2 separate regions of the Arachis hypogaea genome follow, and region 2 is linked to region 1. The links are chromatin contacts, called in public Hi-C maps. All regions are on one chromosome and are shown on one strand. Each heading gives the region's core, a stretch centred on a gene start, on an enhancer-like site or on the middle of the called end of the contact. The rest is flanking DNA. Distances are from core to core; before and after follow the strand shown.

Region 1 (4,062 bases), core at 946-3,445:
GTGCATCAATTCTGTTACTCCGTCTTCTAACTGAGGCAATGTTATGGAAATACCTGGTATTCTTATCCATGTCGCTAGCATGTTTGGATCGAGACATCTGCTTCCAGTGGACTTCTTTCCTAATGTACCATTTTTCACAAAAACTCACCAACGCCTTCCTTCTAGCCTCTGTCGTATCATCATAGATCCCATCACTAACCAGATTGTCAATCTTCTTGATTTCATCCTCAAACCGCATCAGTCTCTTATCCATGTCACTAAAGTTATCCTTGTGCCATTTCCTCAACGATGTAGTCAACGCCTTCAGTTTACACGTAAACGGACCATCACCCAAGCTTCTCCATTCTGTTTTTACCATCCTCAGAAAACCCTCGTGCGTAAACCAGGAATCCAAACTTCTGAATGGACGAGGGCCCCCTCTTACCCTCGCATCTTCCACAATCAATGGGCAGTGATCTGACAAACTTCTCGGACCACCCTTAAGTCGAATATCCGGAAACTCCTCAGCCCATTCAATGTTGACCAGGACCCTATCAATCCGACTACATGATCGACCCCTGAACCATGTGAATTTTCTATCCGAAAGCGGTAAATCTATCAACTGCATGTCATGCACCCAAACCTTAAATTCTTCCGCTGTTGCCGGCAAACTCGTCCCCCCTTTGCGATCCTCAACTTACAAAATCTCATTGAAGTCTCCCAACAAGCATAAAGGCACCTGGAACAGACCCACAATATAACTCAGCTCTTCTCACACCACCCGCTTCGCTTCCCTTCCATGCGCCCCATACACTAAGCAAAAAGCACAATTAAAGCTCGTTTGAACTAACACTCCTTCAATACACAACCACCTCTCGCCTTTATAATAATTTCGTTTTTGAAAAACCATGTCATCCCAAACTAACATTAAACCCCCACTCGCCCCCACAGACTCCACAAACTCCCAACCCGCATTACTATTTCTCCAAATTCTTGCAACATCATATTTAGTAATTACCTCCCTCTTTGTTTCAAGCAACCCCAACATACCTAAGTTATAATTCTTCTTCAACGACTTCACCATGCTCAATTTTCCGTCACCTCTCAACCCCCTAATATTCCAACAACTCACAATCATGAAGACAAATTTTTTCTCACTTTATTTTTATTCTTTGGACGACACCTTCGTGCCTTCTCCTTCTGTTTCGCCAACTTTCTCTTCGCCGCTAGTTTTTCATTTTGGGCTTGCAAAATACCCATAATATCCTCTTCTTCATCGCTTAAAAGAGCGCCAGACTCCACTGCCAACTTCCATGTTTCTTCATTGTCCTTCATCTGCTCCTCATTCGATAACCTGGCCTCCTCTCCCTCGGACTGTCGTCGCCGCTCTGTTTCAGATTCAGCCCCTGTTTCCAATGTTTTTCCGCCGTGATCCATAGCTTGGGCATCTGCACTGGCTGCTAGGTGCGTTCCCAACGGGCTCCCTCTCCCGGTTCCCTGTACCAGGTTCCCCGTCCCAGTGTCAGCAGCAGGACTAGCCTCTTCCTCCCCTCCCCTGGTCAGCGGCACCTGCATCCTAGCCACATCGTGGGTTACTGACCCTTCCAACCTTACCGCCTCGAAAACCTCGTCAGGAACCCCACCCGTGGCCCCGTCATAACTCCTCGGACCAGCCACTGCCTCTCGGGGTCCAGCCTCCGACGGGCGCCGTTCACTCTGCCTTTCCCTCTCCCTTCCCGTGGTGTTGGCCTCAGTTCCCTCAAGGGTGACTCCATGCACCGCCGCCCCTGTCACCGCATCATGAAGGGATAGCAAGACCCGTTTGCCTCCTATCCGCCCCACATCGTCAAAGAGTCCAGGAGTCCGTGCATCCAATCTCAAGCCCACATTAGGCCCAGCATGCACCCCATTCTCCCGAGGCCACCATGTATGCTCCCAAAAGGCAATTTCTGGAAAGACTGAAAGAGTGCACGTGTGATAAATCTCTGGGTCTGCCAGCTGGACAGCGAGCTAACTAACTTCTAACTTGCTAACTAACCAATTTCATCTGTGTATGCTAGGTTGTTCGTTATAACAGATATAACTTGGTGATACTAATTGTGCACATACATAAGTAAATGTTTGGATAAATTATATGAGTGATATTACATATGACATTCCATAATGTGACTAACCTCCCTAAAGAGGAGCGCAATGCGTGTAATGGATGTTAGCATCACATCTTATAAAATACAATGGTATCGACGTAACCAAAATATGAGAGAAGTCTGTCTATAAAATTACATGTGGTGGATTATTCAATGGCCTGAAGAAAGCATTTATAGATAATTGTGTGTAAACGTATGAAATGTTTGAGACTATAGACAAAAAGCAATGTACAACTTGAGAATGAACCTGCTTTTCCCTCAGGATAAGGAGAAAAAGCTTCTTCAGTATGCAGAAAGAAGATGAATCAAGTGTTGTCAGTGATTGGATCTTTTGCTGGTGCGGTTTTCTGAAACCTTCTCAAAGGAGTTGACAATTCCAATTACTTGCAGCTCCAAACATTAGTGTTAATTTAGATGCCTAAAATATGAAGGAAAGAAAATCAATTTCTGAAACCTTCTCAAAGGATGTTCATATTATTATTTGGTTTTTCATGTGAAGTATCAAAAGATCAAATAAGCTAACAAAAGATGGTGAACTCTTCTTGTCCCATAAAACTAATAAGCAAACATTGTTTAATGTTTACCTGTGTGGCAAGTTATCTTTGGCGTCTCTTGGTATGTGTCTGATTGCGCCTAATCTCCTCGCGAACATGGCCGCCATTGGTTCTGAATCTTTGAATCCAGGGAAAGGTGTAATGGGATTGAACCCAACCTTTGGTATGTCATCAATGGAAGCCTCTTTCTTGAGGAAGTGGTCATCATCAACACATTGTTCTTTGGTTTCTTTTAGATAAGAAAAGTGTTTATATGAATTTGGATGTACAGAGTTATCAAAAGTTATCAATTGAGCACTTGATTTTGGCAAGAATCGATTCATCCATACACCTCCAGAAGTATCAATTTTGTTCAAGAACTTATCTGTTACCTTCCTCTCTGAAGGTGCGTAGGATTCAGCACTCTCATTGTTATTCTGATCCTGTATGGTAGGAGATGAATTTATTTCTATTCCTTCTTTATTTGTCCTGTTTTCATGGCTGCTGTGAAAATTCACAGGCCTAATCTTTACCTCAAACTCTTTTGATTTCAAATACTGTTTGTAAAGACTGTTATTGTTCTCTGCACAACATGATATTGGAGTAACATCTAGGCCTTGATGAGATTTTATGGGACAAGACATGCACTTGAAATCGGATTTGAGTCCTGTACTTTTCGGCTCAGGATTATGATTCTGAATCTGATCATGATCCCAGAGAAGATGGTGATCAGGATTTGCAGCTGATTGTGAGAATCCTTTCATCATGTTTGAAACCAAGTTCATGAATGAGCTATTCTGCCTGGTTCTGGATCTGGGATCTGAAGTTTCTGGAATTTTCATGGATCTCGAACATGAACTCTCTTGAGTTTGCTTCTTAACTCTTTTACCCCCAGTTGTTAACTCTTGTTGAAGTTTGCATCTCTTTTTACCTGTTAGAAACAATGCTGCGCAATTATTCAATGTTTGTAAATCATTATCTGCTGTTGATTCAAGCTTCTCAATTGGAGCTTTAGAAGCAAGATCCATTCCACCATTGCAAAGTTTTCTTGGAGAGGGATTTTCTTCCATGCTTGGGTTTGGTTTATTATCCTCTTGAGTTAAGAACTTGTCAACGGGCCTTTCGTCAACCTCACCTAAACAAAATCAGGATTCATTAGATATTTTAGACATCAACAAAAGACTTAAGGATGCGTTTGGTTTCGCAAACATAACAAAACAGGACACTGACAACAAAATATAAAGGATGGATATGCCCAAATCAGTATTTTTTTAATTTATTTGGTGATAAACTATATATAGAAAAGAACAAATTATGAAAGTTTAATTTACTTTCGTTTTCTTTTACAAAACTATTTAGGAAGAAACAAACGCCGGCTAACATTTCAAATATAGATTTTACCT
Region 2 (4,062 bases), core at 596-3,095, 330 kb before region 1:
GATTGCTCACCCTTTTCAAAATGTTGCTTTGAATGTTATTACAAAGACCATTTTGCAACTCGACAAAACTCATGGTACATGGAATAACAAATGACAACGGACATTCACAAACAAAAGTCACTCCTTCATGTATGTTTGGTATAACCTCACCGTCATAATATACTCTTAAATTTGCAACACCTTCTATAACTTCAGCCTCAACTAACTCTATTTTTTTGACACAATTATCTGCCAAAAAAGTACACCACTAAGAACTTTATGCAAGAAAGAGTAAGAGGAGAAGTGAAGATGAAGACGAATGAAACTGGACTTCGTATTTATAGGCAAACCTGTGGATTTAAATATTATTATGTGTACAAAACACAACCTACGTTTTAGGACTTCTAAAAAAAAAATTCTGCCACTAACGAAATACAACCTGTATTTTGTGGACTTCAAAAAAATTTGAATTTTATAGCTTAAAAAAACGTAATCTGAGTTTAGCCTGAAACAAAATAAAAAAAAATTAAAATGCCAAAACGTAACCTACATTTAGTTTATTTTCAAATTAAAAAAAAAATAAAAAAGTACAAAACGGGTGCGTTTTACATCTGACCCATAGCAGTGCAATTTTTTTTTATTCTCTTCATTTCATGGTGTTACACGTTAACAGCCTACCATTTTTTCACTCATACCGATTTTGTAATCGAGAATAGTTACCCATGTAAAAATCATATAAAAATAGGGAATAAAATACCTGTGGGATGTTACTTTTTTTTTTCTTTTTAATAATATCCTGTGTGTGACATCATTGCCTTGAACATTTGATAGTAGATATACCATAGACCAAAATAAAGGGAAAGATATACAATAGTCTATTTTCCTCTTTTTGCCGTGACATATCTTCTAAAAAGCAAAAGCTCGGCCATGGCAATATTATTCGTGGGACATACACAGTAAAAGTCTAAAAGAAAATAAGGATCAATATTAGCTAGTGTAAAATGTAAAATTCCGCTAAAATGGCAACTATGCCCTTATTTTTCTGCGCTGAGTAGTTATGAACTTGTAGGGTTATATGGTGAACAAAATTTCGGAGCAGCATGTTTCACACCATGCAAGGGATCACTAGCTATCACATTTGAAGCTTCTTTCTATTTGTTTATATTTTGATGATACATTGGAAGCTACTTTAATTATGTCTCACCCTCTTTTATTTAAACGGTTATATTATTCTATATATTCTTTATGTCTCTTATAATCTTTCTTCCCATTTTTTTTTTGTTTTTTGTTTTTTTTTTTTTTGCCCCCTCCATTATTGATAAGTTAGAGAACGTCTTATATAAGATTAAAGGATATTTTACTATTTTTTAATTTGTTATGTTTATAAAAGATTAATATGGTATTTCATTAAAGTATCATATAATTTAAATTTCATAATTGTTGTACTTTTCACAAATTATAACATATATCATTTGCAATATTGTCAAACTAGATAGAAAATAAATAAGTAGTATAGTATCAGATTAGCATTTCTAAGTGTGAAAAATTATTGTTAATTCTAACCATGAAATATATTATAGACTAATTTAATATTTATTAAAGATTCAGTTAGTTTGACAAAATTATTTAAAATAAATAATTTGTTAAATAATATTATTCAATCATGTATAGATCAAAATCAATCGCTAAAATTAGTAATTAATATAAAATACATGTTAAAATACAAAATATATATTAAAAATGAATTAAATAATACATATATTATATATTTTAGACATAAATATATAATGACTTAATTTAGTGTATACATGATATTGTACTTAACTATTTTTTTTTATATATAAATAGATTACTATCATTATTCATGGCATGGCAACTACTTCAAACTCTCTCAGGCAGTGGCAAAAGCCTATAAATAGGTTGAACACAACAATATGGAAATCACAAGACAAGGCTACGTATTCTTTCAAAATTCAAACACAAACCTTATTAGAGGATACTTAAATTCTGTATCCTATATCATGGCAATGTCCAACGCAGATTCAAGTGGCACCACTACGTTGATCTCATCATCCCAAGGTGGCAGTACTGCTATTACTTCTATCCATCAACAGAGTGCTGCTACTAACTTGGGAGGCCAACAGAAAATTCATCTTCCCAACCCTTTTGATCTCACTGACTCTCAGATCCTGGACAGAGTTTACCTAACCCATGTCAATGATGATGAAATCTGCAATACCAGTATCCTCTTTGGCCTTGTGTCCAATCTTATACTTCAGGTCATTCATCAACTCACATTCAATAATATTCTACCATCCACCTTGAGAATCTTTTATAATAATAATTAATAGGAAAAGTATAGGGTACCAATACATTATCTGCCAACTTATTGTTAATAATAATTAATTATTATATTTTAAATACATATATAAAGAGATACATCCAGAAAATATATCTATAAAGACACTTCTGTTAAACACAACCATAAAAAAACATTTTTATTAGACACATCTACGAAGACACTTCTATAAAACACAATTATAAATAAGAGTTGATAGAAGTTGACAGATATGCTGTTGGTAACATAGCAGGACCCTAATTAATATGGTCAAATTTTTAAGTACTTTGTCATTTCAGGTCCAATAATAAAGAAGGAAAATGATTTTTGAATATCTTTAGATTTTTATAACATCACTTACTTATTAATCTGTATTATTGTTATTGCATTATTATTTTTTTGAGTAGAATATTTTTATTGCATTAGCATCGGCTATTATTGTCTAAATGTCTTAATTGGTTGCTAATTTAAGATAAACACTATATACCCCATCCACCTCTGTGTCTTATAAATACGAAATGTATATGTGCAAAGTGATGGATCATGCTGAGAAAACAACGAAACTTAAAAAATTATGACTTATTTATAATTGTTCTACATACAGGGTAGTTATTCAACAATATCCACGGTCAGTTTCAAACCAGAATTTCCTACCCTGAAGCTGATTTCTTGTCAGGTAACTTCGTTTGTGCGTGTATATATTTTGCAATTGCATGACATCCACCTCAATGATTATGTATTGTTGCATGCAAATTAAATTCGAACATAATTGATGAACAAATAGTATATATGCTTCTATATATTAATATAATTAAGAAGTAGTACCTTAACAAATGCAAAGTCATGGAATAACTTTTAGTAAAAGCATAGTAAAGTATTAGAACAGTACATACTTGCAAAATTTTAATGTTGATAAATAAGATTCTAAAACAATAAGACAAAATTAAAGAATTAACTGTCAAATAATCATGTTTTCATTAACAAAAGATATTGATGTAGCAAATGTTTACTATGTTTGGAAACATTTTTTTTATGAATCTCACTAGGGAGCCAATAGAATATTTGTATAATGTATACAATGGGCGGTTTATTTGACTTAATATGAGTTAAAAAATGAACATGCAGGATAAACTACTACTAATTTCTCAAACACAATATACTTATATTATTATCCAAAATAACCATCTAAGTATCAGGGATAATAAACATCTGATATCATATTGAATCGAATATTCCTAAACCCCATTATACACATTGTATATATACTCCATTGGCTCCCTATACTTCCTCTTCATATTGTCTCCGGACTACTTTTATAATTTAATCACAAAACAAAAGTACTACGTACATGTAAAAGTTAGCTATTATATGAGCTATCATTATATCAGCTATCATGTATTTATATATAAATATATTTATTATTTAATTTATTTTTATTTTATATTTTAACATATATTTTATATGGACTGTATTTAGCAACTACTTTTTGTATACAAATAGCATGATTAATCCTTAGAATAATAAAAATGCCGGTTACTAACTAAAAGTTGGATGATGCTACCAAGATGATAGGCACAAAACATGGACCCCAATGCGTGCACCAAACAGCACTATGGATTCTCCAACACCTAAGGTGCTATTCTTGGGACGCAAAGGCGTTGATAACTCTGGCGGCGTTTTCTTTGGAGTATGGGAACTTCATTCTGCTTTCTAGGACTCCAACACAAGACATACTTGGAAGCTCA

The links. A called contact is a pair of places that touch in the nucleus more often than the background predicts.
Region 2: a contact with region 1 is called in a Hi-C map of leaf, with 1.8 times the contacts expected there. The contact joins the promoter of LOC112775367 here to the promoter of LOC140182338 in region 1. A contact is called at or near these places in 2 of 8 Hi-C or Micro-C datasets (both in leaf).

What each region holds. Positions count from the first base shown.
Region 1 is chr19:125,687,278-125,691,339 of arahy.Tifrunner.gnm2.J5K5, reverse strand. It overlaps LOC140182338, which reads right to left and starts at 2,195. Exons shown (of 6, transcript XM_072228504.1): 1 at 2,154-2,195; 2 at 2,018-2,072; 3 at 1,163-1,928; 4 at 998-1,091; 5 at 1-601. The coding sequence starts at 2,195. LOC112778156 reads right to left here. Exons shown (of 4, transcript XM_025822509.3): 2 at 4,061-4,062; 3 at 2,711-3,794; 4 at 2,086-2,544. The coding sequence ends at 2,532.
Region 2 is chr19:126,013,543-126,017,604 of arahy.Tifrunner.gnm2.J5K5, reverse strand. LOC112775367 (protein SIEVE ELEMENT OCCLUSION B) reads left to right here and starts at 1,845. Exons shown (of 7, transcript XM_025818946.3): 1 at 1,845-2,258; 2 at 2,922-2,993; 3 at 3,883-4,062. The coding sequence starts at 1,914.